Regions from separate parts of the Capsicum annuum genome. Here region 2 is linked to region 1. A link is a contact called in public Hi-C data. All regions are on one chromosome and are shown on one strand. The core of a region is the stretch at or near the end of the contact, and the rest is flanking DNA. Distances in the headings are between cores, read along the strand shown. Region 1 holds the start of LOC107867903 (auxin response factor 17). Region 2 overlaps LOC107867901 (beta-1,3-galactosyltransferase 7).

Evidence for each region. Hi-C and Micro-C count contacts between places; a contact is called where the count stands out from the background.
Region 2: a contact with region 1 is called in a Hi-C map of leaf, with 2.8 times the contacts expected there. The contact joins the enhancer-like site here to the promoter of LOC107867903 in region 1. A contact is called at or near these places in 3 of 5 Hi-C or Micro-C datasets (leaf, pericarp and placenta).

What each region holds. Positions count from the first base shown.
Region 1 is chr4:131,823,883-131,829,369 of UCD10Xv1.1, reverse strand. LOC107867903 (auxin response factor 17) reads left to right here and starts at 3,476. Exons shown (of 3, transcript XM_016714384.2): 1 at 3,476-4,627. The coding sequence starts at 3,593.
Region 2 is chr4:132,154,021-132,159,507 of UCD10Xv1.1, reverse strand. LOC107867901 (beta-1,3-galactosyltransferase 7) reads right to left here. Exons shown (of 11, transcript XM_016714380.2): 6 at 3,816-3,888; 7 at 3,609-3,729; 8 at 3,430-3,517; 9 at 3,163-3,288; 10 at 2,780-2,889; 11 at 1,721-2,314. The coding sequence ends at 2,166. Among protein-coding and RNA genes, the nearest start is that of LOC107867901, 11 kb to the right of the region's middle. Within about 2 kb of position 2,062, at least 2 of the 5 cell types and tissues checked have an H3K27ac peak or open chromatin away from gene starts, as enhancers often do. A contact at or near this core is called in leaf, where this site is marked.

The DNA.
Region 1 (5,487 bases), core at 2,227-4,726:
ATCTTTAAGAGAATATTTGCCTCTTTACATAGGAGTAATTTAGAGTTTAGATTAGAGTAGCCACTAAGTTAGGTTTAGGGTATTATAGCCTCCAAGAACTCTAACAAGAATTGAATGCCTGTCGGTGTGTAGACTTGATAAAACTCAAAGACGAGTCTTGAAGTACTCTTTCATCTTTGTAATTTTATGTATTCAGATTAATTTGTAGATCTGATTTGTGAGAGAAGAGATGAAGGACATATTTGGTCTCACTGGGCGTACCAAAAGTTGTTCGTAGCAAATTTTCGTAGTGCTGAAAATTAATTGCAAATAAAGATAAATAAAAAAGAATAATTTTATTTAAATAAATTTTATGGGTACACTTCTATTGTTATTCTCTTGAGTCTTCTCTTCTAAGTTTTTTCGTGATTCGAGGGCCATTTGTAGCGTAATTCTCAAACTTTCGGATGATTTGAACCTTCTAAAATGCATTTGGATCCGAAGGAATTATCGGATAATACTTCGTCTTATCGAGTTGGTCTTAGGCAGAACTTCATTAGTTAATTCTTTGAAGAGTTGTGTAGTCAATGCAGAAACTTTCTCTAATACTTGCCGAATAACCTCAGAAATTTATGTAATCCTTATATTTATAGTTGTGGAGAGTAGGTAGTCCAAGTGTAAATAATCGCTTCTACCTTATTTTAATTGATCCATCCAGTTATTAATCTTATCACAAATGTTGTGTGATAAGACTGCTTGTGATTAGACACAAATATATCATTTGGGACACTTGATATGTTTAATTGGCTGTTGAACTTGACTTGGCTTGCCACATTCTTTGAACGTGCGGCCTCATCTTGTTGGTCTTTAATTTGTCTGGGACACTACACCACTTGATACGTAGCATGAGTTTGGGCTTCAAAGTGAGATGGATCTTGATGAGGAATAAAATGGACTTATTATTTTTTAAAGCCCAAAATAATTTCAAACCCAAGAACATATGGATCAAATTCAAATTTAATATAAATTTGATCCAATAAATTTTAGGGGAAAAGACAAAAATAACACCTAAAACTAAATAATTTCACAAAACTAACACCTAAATTTAAAAACCCAGAAAATAACACTCGATCATGGTGACTGCTTACCCCAAAATCTCCACTATCACAACTATATACTTAGACGACTACACGTATTTCACTAGTGCTTGGATCTATCAACCAGCACTAAAAAAGAATTGTAATAAATTTGGTACGACTCCTTTTCTTTTTTAAAGATTCTACTATTTTTTATTCTTTTTAAACAATTGAGTAATTGCTTTTTTAGATTATTTTGCATTCACCAACATTATTAAAATAACATACTATTTATTTTGTTTAGTTTTACTTATTTATACAATAAAATACAATACCATATATTTTTAATATAATACAATTGTTAAAGATATATATATTTATATATAACAATGATAAAGTTTCTATATATATACATATTCTATATAATAATTATAACATTTTTATACATATTCTATACAAATTTAACTACAATTATTATTTAGATACATATTTTATACGACTCTATATAGTTTCTACATGCATTCTAAAAATATATCAATCTAGTATAAGAGAGTATCAATTGAGTATATAGCCACTGCAAGTGTATCAATGTAGTATAAAAATGTATTAATGTGGTATAAAAGAGTACCAATTGGATATTGGGATTCCATGTGCTTGCATAGAATTTCCTTTCTCTTTTTTTAAAAAGTGTATTAATATAGTATAAAAGTTTATCAATGTGGTATAAAAGTGTATCAATTGAGTATAGATATTGCATGTGCCCAATTGGGCCAAATGGCTAAAAAGGGGAATTAATTTGTATAAATAACATAAATACCAACCCTTTTGGAAGTAATTACACTCTCTACCACTTTTTAAATTACTTTACTCTCTCTCTCTATTAATATACATAGCATAGCCGACATATACATAGCATTCTGTGTATATGTTGGGACTTTTGTAATATATTTAGGGAGTTAAAATTTTTTGTATTATTGAAAAGATAAGTTGTGTATTTATGTAATTTTTAGAATTAATTTAGCCGACTGGCTACAGTATGTCCACCTTTTCACATGTGGGCCATTTTTTTTAAATGGCCATGCCATGTCCTTTTTCCTAAATTTTATGTGTCTACAAATACATTTAACCATGATTTCAATTATATTTATTATCTTTTTATTTTATAATTATTTTAAATTTATAAATTTTTATTAATTATTATTATTAGCAAAAGATGTAGAAATTTTGAAGAAAATAATCCGTAAGAAACAAAAATGGTTTTTTGGGACAAAATTTTTACGTAATTTTTTTCCAAAATCTTTTGCATAACTTTTTTGAAGAAAATTTGTCCTAGATAGAGATGTCAAAATGAGTTGGCCCAATCCAACCTAATCCAAACCTAGCAGACTAGAGAATTAAGTGGGCTAGGACGAGTTATCCCTTTTAACTAAAGGGCCTTTAAAATAGTGACCCAACTCAGCCCTAAGCGGGCGGAGGGTTGACCCTTCAAAAAAATAAAAGCAACCCAAAACATGATAAACTAAAATATTATAAGTACTAAACTATCACCAATTTTTATGGTTTCACTTTAACATGTCTCCTACTAGTTTTTAACATGTTATAGACATCTTACTAATACCTTCAAGAGTTGTTAGGTTTGGAAAGAGTTATCCTGGGATAATTAATCTTAGAATTAGTTATTTCATTATGGATACAAATAATTTATCTCATCACTATGATATAAATGGTGCAATAAATAATGCCGAAATTAACTAATACCTCACACCAAACATAAAATAAAATAGTCCTTCATTTTATCTCAGACTATTTATCCCTTATACCTTACATCAAATGATTCTTTAATTGTAATTAACTCATGACATTTACTGTAATAAGAAAAAAAAATGATGATTAGCTACAAATTCCACAGAAAAATTCTAATAAGGTTAAGATATTAAATATAGCTATACACAAAATATCTGCATAAAAGAAGTAAGATTATAACAAAAAAGAGCTTAAATTTAAAGAACAAAATATTGCATTAAGTAAAGATAACAACTACTAAATCATCACGAGTAAAAACAGTTTTTTAAAGTTCACAACTAAAACCAGCTTACCAGGTATTTCAAACACATACTAAGAACTTTAAAAAAAATTAATATCAATCAAAGAATGGATAAAAAAATAAGTAACTAGTTAGAAAAATTTGATAAAATTTTAATTCCTAATAAATAAATAATTAATTTTAAAATATTTAATAAATAATTTTAATGTCCCACCTGATGGGCTGACAGGCTGACGGGTTGGGTCTCATGTGTCTCTCACGTCAATACAGTTAGCGAAAAAATACAAGTACAAAATATGCATTCACATTGTGGTTGCCTATTTTTGTAATTAATAGCTAAAACTAAGGCAAATATATAGCCATACTCTTCTCTCTCCGACCCCTGAACGGCACCTCCGACCACACTCCTACCTATACATATATAACATACGCATACACACAATACATATCCCTCCCTATTACTATTCTCTCTGCTCCACTCCTCCCTTCAACAATGCAGCCTCCAACTGCCGCTGCGGGCAACGATGTGGACCCTACAATCTGGCGTGCTATTGCCGGTAACTCTGTTCGAATCCCCGCCGTCGGCTCCAGGGCTTACTACTTCCCTCAAGGACACGCTGAACATGCAAGTTCTACTTCCCCTGTTTTACTCTCCGGCGTTATCCCTCCCTTCATTCTCTGCCGTGTACTCTCTGTGCGGTTTCTCGCCGACGCCGTTACCGACGAGGCATTCGCTAAAATTTTCCTAGTTCCGGTTAATCAGTGTTATGGTAACGACGTTACTACTGTGAATGTTGATGAGGAGGAGGACGTGGAGAAGGAGGTTGTTTCGTTTGTGAAGATTTTAACTCCGTCAGATGCGAATAATGGAGGAGGTTTTTCTGTACCGCGGTTTTGCGCTGATTCTATATTCCCTCGGCTTAATTTCGTGGCTGATCCGCCGGTTCAGAATTTGGTTATTCGTGATATTCATGGTTCTGAGTGGGAATTTCGGCACATTTATCGTGGTACACCTCGCCGGCATTTGCTCACTACTGGCTGGAGTAAGTTTGTTAACAGTAAAAAACTCGTTTCCGGTGATTCCGCTGTCTTCATACGGAAAAATAGAACTGGAGAACTCTATGTCGGTGTTCGACGAGCTATAAGAGGAAATGAAAATTGCCAGAGGTGGACTTCTACTCTTTTGAAACGTGAACAAACCAGTAGCAGTGGTAGTAACGGGGAAGTGCGTTGGAGGACTGGGCAAGGGCGGCTGCCGATGGAGGCTGTTAAAGAGGCAGCGGAAATGGCGGCACGGGGAATGCCATTTGAAGTATCGTGTTATCCGCGTCCAGACTGGGCAAGTTTTGTGGTGAAGGCAGAAGCAGTAGAGGCATCATCAAATATGTTTTGGACAGTCGGTACACGGGTTAAAATGGCTGTAGAGACGGAGGATTCTTCTAGGACGGCTTGCTTTCAAGGGACCGTTTCCTCTGTCATTTTGCCTGAAAATGGCCCTTGGCGTGGATCTCCATGGCGAATGCTTCAGGTAACTTATGATTCTGTAGCTTTCTGTTGATGCATTAGTATTTCTATGTCTATATATTAGAGTTATTTGAACTGTAGACTAGTTAAAATTGTTGTCATTTGAGCATGGAACTGTTAATGATATTGCATTGGTTTTTCTTTTTTCCTTTTTCCTGATCAAAACTGTCGTCGATATCTGACTTCAGGGGACATTGTTGTCATTGTCAGACATAGCTGTTGTGAATATGTTGCTTTGGTCAATCAATTAGTTGTCTGCAGTTGATAGTAGTATATCTATGCTCCTACTAATGCTTTGACTTTTCGGGACCTTTCTCAAAGATTTACAGATGATAAGCCTAACTTCTTTTTATGTTAGTGCATTGTCTATATCACTTTATATAGTTCAGGAAGTAGAAAAATGGTCTGTGGTATGTTACAGGATGGATCGTATTTTATATACTAAACTTTCTGATTCGTGATATGGTAGTGGTAACTTTGGAAATGCATTGAAGGACCAATAACGTGGGTTGCGACAGAGGTAGTTGTGAGACAGAGAACTGCTCTCGAACAGCTTGAATTGTAGACTAGTTACAGTAGTTGTCATTTGAGCATGTTTTCTTTCAGGAAAAATGACAGATGAAACCGACCCTTAAAAGCAAGCGGTTCTGGATGAATCCTCTGTTTCTACATCCATCTTAACCCTTGTACCCGAGTGTCCAAAGATGTAATTGTTAATGATAGTATATTTTTTCTCTAACTAAAACTGCCGTTTGTTTCTGACCTCAAGGGACATCATTTTCACATGTAATTCTCTTCAGTATGTTGGGATGGTTAATCAATGCATTTTCTGTGGATTGCATTTCATAGCAATATATAAAACAT
Region 2 (5,487 bases), core at 813-3,312, 330 kb before region 1:
GCAAAATGAAAAAAGAGAGAAAAGGGTATTCTCTCAATTCCTTTTTACTTGTTTCTTTGACTTGAAAAAAAACTTAATAATTTAATATATTAAGAGTAACACATATAAAATTATCCTTATTAATTATGTCTTAAAAATTTAAATTTGTCCATTAATACTTTATGTAATTACTTGATAATAATAATAATAATAATAATAATAATAATAATAATAATGTAAAAAAATTATAAATCTCTCGTTATTTATTAAAATAAATACGTAATAAAAATAATTAATTTTTAATATAAGAAATAAGTAAAAAAGAACAAGTAATCTAATGAGGAACAAGAAGAGATTTATATAAAAAAAAATACTATATATAGTTCAATCACAAAGATCTAAATAAAAATAGCATAAAATAATAAATGAGGACAAATGTAACATGTGTGGTTAAAAATAAACATGTGTGACTATCTAATTACACCAAAAAATTGTGAGGACTATGAAAAAGAGAGATTCTCCCTTATATGTAGTTATAATTATAATATATATGTGGAATTATTTTTAAAAATTATTTTTTTGCGTGGCTTGCGTGGATCCGACATGGCATTGACATGACGCTGATGTATATGCTCATGTAATACACTCTCCATTGTGATAGTGAATTATATCTTTAGGGTGGTATTTAATTCACGCGAAAATTGTTTAGAGGGATAAATAATTGCTTATAAAGTTAAAGTGTTAAAGTAAGTTATGGTGACAAGTTCAGGAGGGTATTTATGCTTTTTTTCCTTTCCTTAATATAATCTTTTCAAACAATACAAACAATCTCCTCACATTAAACATAAGTTTTAATTTTTGAAAAATTTAAAAGGAGAGGGCACTTTTACAAATTATAAACTTATGGGCAAACTTTTATATTAGAAAAAGTTTAGAATCTCAAATCATGCTTTTTAAAGAATTTGTGATTAAAAATCATCATCTCAAATCACATATTCAAACAATGATTTACAATCATAGTTTATATTGCACGTCCAAACACTACTTATTTTACAACTCACTCTTAGACACATTCTGAGTTGAAGACAGAGAACGGATAAATCTAGTTCCTACAGGCTACATATGTTGATCCACAACTTCTTGTCTACATTTTGTGGATTTGGTCTATATGTTGTCCTCTTGTATTGGGGTGTACATTGGGATGTGTGCGCAGACAAATCACCATGCTAGGAACAACCAGCTGCAAAGACAACAAAACAAAACCTTGATGTCAGCTTTTCACACAACTTTTGGCCTAGGCAATTTTGACAAACAGATGAGGTTTATTTATTTCTTCCTTCCATCAGTATTATTCTCAACTACTCATTGACCTTTAATAATTTATAGCATGCATGGCTTTACGGACGTTGCTTCAATGACCAGGATTCAACCACTATAAATTACTCCCTCCGTCCAATATAAGAGTTGTTTTAACCAAACAAAAAAAGTTAAAATAGTTATTTGGAAATTAAAGACAATAAGTAGTAATTATTCCCAACTATATCCTTATATAATAATATGTTTGCTAGCTGATATCGATCCATTTTGCAAAGAAGCAGAGATACAATTTGATTAGAAACCATAGAAATCAGAATTACTGATCAATTAACAAGCTTTGATTGATTATGTGGGAATTTCAAATCATAAAAGGAAAATCAAGGGGTTTGAAGATGGGGATGAATTGACACAGAGAGAACTAATGTGCGAATAAATCTCTTTCCTTTCCTGAAAACTTCGTTGCAACTAAAAATATACCAATAATTTAAACAATACATTGCCAAAATGTGGAGGCCTTGTTCTCGCAAACTAGAAATAAGCACCAAATAAAGAAATAATAGTTGGAACCTCACCACCACCAAAATTGCACCGCAAAGAATGTGAGCACACATCTAAAGGTCGTCCTGATATGCTGTGAAAAGAATTAGCAAAATGGTAGTCTGTTCCCCAAGGTCCATTTATCTATATCAGTATCTAGACAGACATAATCTACAACAAACATACTCTTTTCATATTATACAAACTGCTGCTGGACTAAAAGTTCTGATTGCAAAATTTTGGCAATCAAAAACAGCCAGCCAGATGGAGATCGTCCAACAGCTATGTCTCAGCAAGAATCTTTAACCCTCTCTTTTTTCTCAAGCGAAAAATCAGAAGAGAGCATTCCAAAGAGCCTCTTCCCCCTCACCGCACTTCTCATGGACATATTTTAACTTCTCTACTGATTTACAAATTCCACTGCAGCTCCAGTCAAACGAGGCAACACATACATTACCTGCCTCAGCTTTCCAGTCACAATCTGCAAGGTGGGTACAATAGTAATGAATTGAATAGATAGAATTGGGTACCATAGGGTGATAGCAACTCCTATCAAAAATATAAATTGAGAAAAAAAAAACTTCAATATAATGCTTATGCCTCGAATTAAACAGTTTAAATTGCCTTTTTTCCGATTTTACGTTGCACCCTGACACCCTCAACTGGAACAAACTTAGAAGTACATTTTATTACAAATATTATTCCTACATGACTTGAAGAATTTAGGCAAGGAGTGATGGAACCGATGCTAATATAAAAGATCATTATCAGGTATGTCTCTCAATTAGGAAAATCTTACTGAGAACTGACCGGTTTCTACTAACCTACTAAAAAATCTGAATGCAATAAACAAAACTCTGTATGTACAAAAATACTTGATTGTCAAAATTCCACCAAAAAGAAATTCTGGATGCAGCCAATTGATACATTACAAAAGAGAAAATACCTGGTGGAGTTCCACAGCACATAGTGCGTTCATCAATGTGCTCAACTTCAAGACCGATAAACCAAGCCCCTAACGACACATCCTCATTGGCATACTTGTGCAAAATAGGCCTGAATTAAAAGTTTAAATCCTTTATAATTACTAGAGAGTTTAACAATAAATGATAGCGATAAAGCAACAACGATGCTTCAATCCCGAGCATCTTTGGGTGTCAGCTATATGATACTGATAAGGATCAACAAGTTTTACCATTGATAATCGACAGTATACATGCTAATATACACAGATAGTTCAAGAAAATACAAGTCTTTTGACCATTCAGAAGAACTTCAATGACTTGGGTATACAGCAACAAATTCAAGCTTTATCTACTATTAACTTACTGATTGATTGATATGTATGTGGCCAAGTCCTTGGAGATAGCATAGATCTGACCAGTTGCATGTCGGAAGTACTTGTTTCCTTCTTCTCCAAATTTCCAGTATTCTGGCTCGTGGTACTTTACAGTCCTACAAAACAATATTAAAGTTCAATTCATGCAAATATAATACAGTTGATCTATTACCATTTAAAAAGAAAATGTTACTACAGAAACCAAAATGCAAGCTGAAAGCATCAGTTGTCATAAGCTAGTATGGCTTCACAATTACTTTTGAGCAAGAACAGGTCCAGATTTCATACACCCAATGTAAATTCTGGGCTTCGACCGATGACGAGCAAGAGTTGCAGCTAGCATGCCTGAAAAATCATTAGTCATTAAATACAAGCTGAACCAAAAATATTAGTCGTCGAGCTATAAAAATGTATAGAAAACATATCCAATACATACCCAAATTGATGTGGACGTCATCATCCACCTTGACGTAGAAGTCGGCATCCCATTTTGCAACAGCAGTAGAAAAGAAAATCTTAGTTTTGGCAGAGAGCTCGTGATATCCTTCAACATGCTCCTACAACATCATGCAGATTCGAACCCAAAATCTGTAAGATTTCCAAACTGAATACAAAAAGCAAAACTGTTCTTAAAGTATCCTACCAGCCTGAGGAAGTCTTTATGCTGAGCTTCTTCAGAATCAATTGCGCGATCCAGTATGCTGTTAGATGTTGCACTGGATAACCAACACAGACGTTTGAGTTCAGTAACATTAAGTCCATTTTCATCCTTGCTCAGTGACATTAACAAGTGATGACTCATACATTTTGGTAGTATATTACCAATAATAATACAGAGAAAAGGAAAGAAACTGCTGGAAAAGAGAGCAAATAATTGCAAAATGAAACATCTAGATCCTGTTCAATCCTAAAACTACCTAGTATTTTGTTAGCAGTAAACTGGTAATATCTAATTGCAAGAACTTTAGTCAACATTAAAATGAACAGTTCATATCATCCCATCTGAACTTAAACAGAGCCTTCATTAGTTAAAATGTGTCTGCAACAAACCTAACAAAACTTCAACCCTTTTCAGTGGTGTGGTAGTTTTTGATAAAGTGTTTTACTGTATTGTTTAGTACTTCTGAAAATTTTATAGACACATCATTAAGGGCTCGGTAATTAATCTTATGAAACACTCTTACTGTCTACTTTACAAAATTAATCTCGGTTCTTTTAACTATTGAACTATTGAGATAGTTCTAAGTTCAAGGCCCACATTTAGTTTCAGTAGATCCAGAATTGAGCTTCGCAGAAAGTGTTTTTCTGTTCAAGTATCTCTACACTAAAAGTACTCTTAAACATTTGCCAAGACAACTTGAAGAAGTACCCTTTCAAGCTAAAAGCACTTATTTCTCAAAATGCCTTGCATTCCAAAAGACACTTTCACCTCCCAACATGTGGCAGCATACGATATTCCCTCTTGCGAAGCATGACCCTCTTGGTTTGAATTGTTCTCAAACAAAAATTTCTTATTATGCATCTAAATCAGTTTCTAGTTTCTTTATTTTATTTTTTTTACAAGGAAATGAATTTCTAATTTCTTAAACCCTTTTCAACCTCATAAATGTCATACGCAGGAAACAAACAATTTGAGTTCGTCACTAGAGTCAATTTCAAGAATTTTTATATGAATTTTAAAACTTTAATACCTATTCCCCTATCAATAGTGTATTTAACTTGCTATGCCACTTTCTCCCAGGTTCTTTATGTCTTTTCTCCACAGCAAGTTGACAAAGCCTTTACAGGTTTCCTGCACCCTGGGTTTGAAAACTTGTACGCGATGGAGGAGGAGGAAGTAGGTTCAACTTGTGTTCAAATTGGTAGATTAGTGCCTCAAACAAGATAGCTACCTTAGTATTGAAAGCTGCTTGAGATTCAACTATTGTGCATTCGGTTGATTCGGCCACAAACCAGATGGTCTCCTTTGAGTTGAAAACAGCTTGAGATACAATCTTCAGATGATAGGTAAAGAGTGCTTTCTGTTGGGTACTATGTAGTTTTGATGATTGACAAACTAACATATGAATAAAACATGTTACTTCAGTTGGTCCACGTATAGGAAAGCAAATTTACAGTGTTTCACTGATAGATGCAGAAAAGATTGCTTAAAGACAAGAACGAATAAGCAAGCCTAATTCTGATATACTCAAGCTACTGATCATGTGAGGAATATAACAAGTTGAATTTGATTCAAACACTTAATGATAAGGGAAAGCAATTTGAGTTGAAAAAGGAGTCATACGTGATGAAGGAGTTTCACTTCTGAGTATATC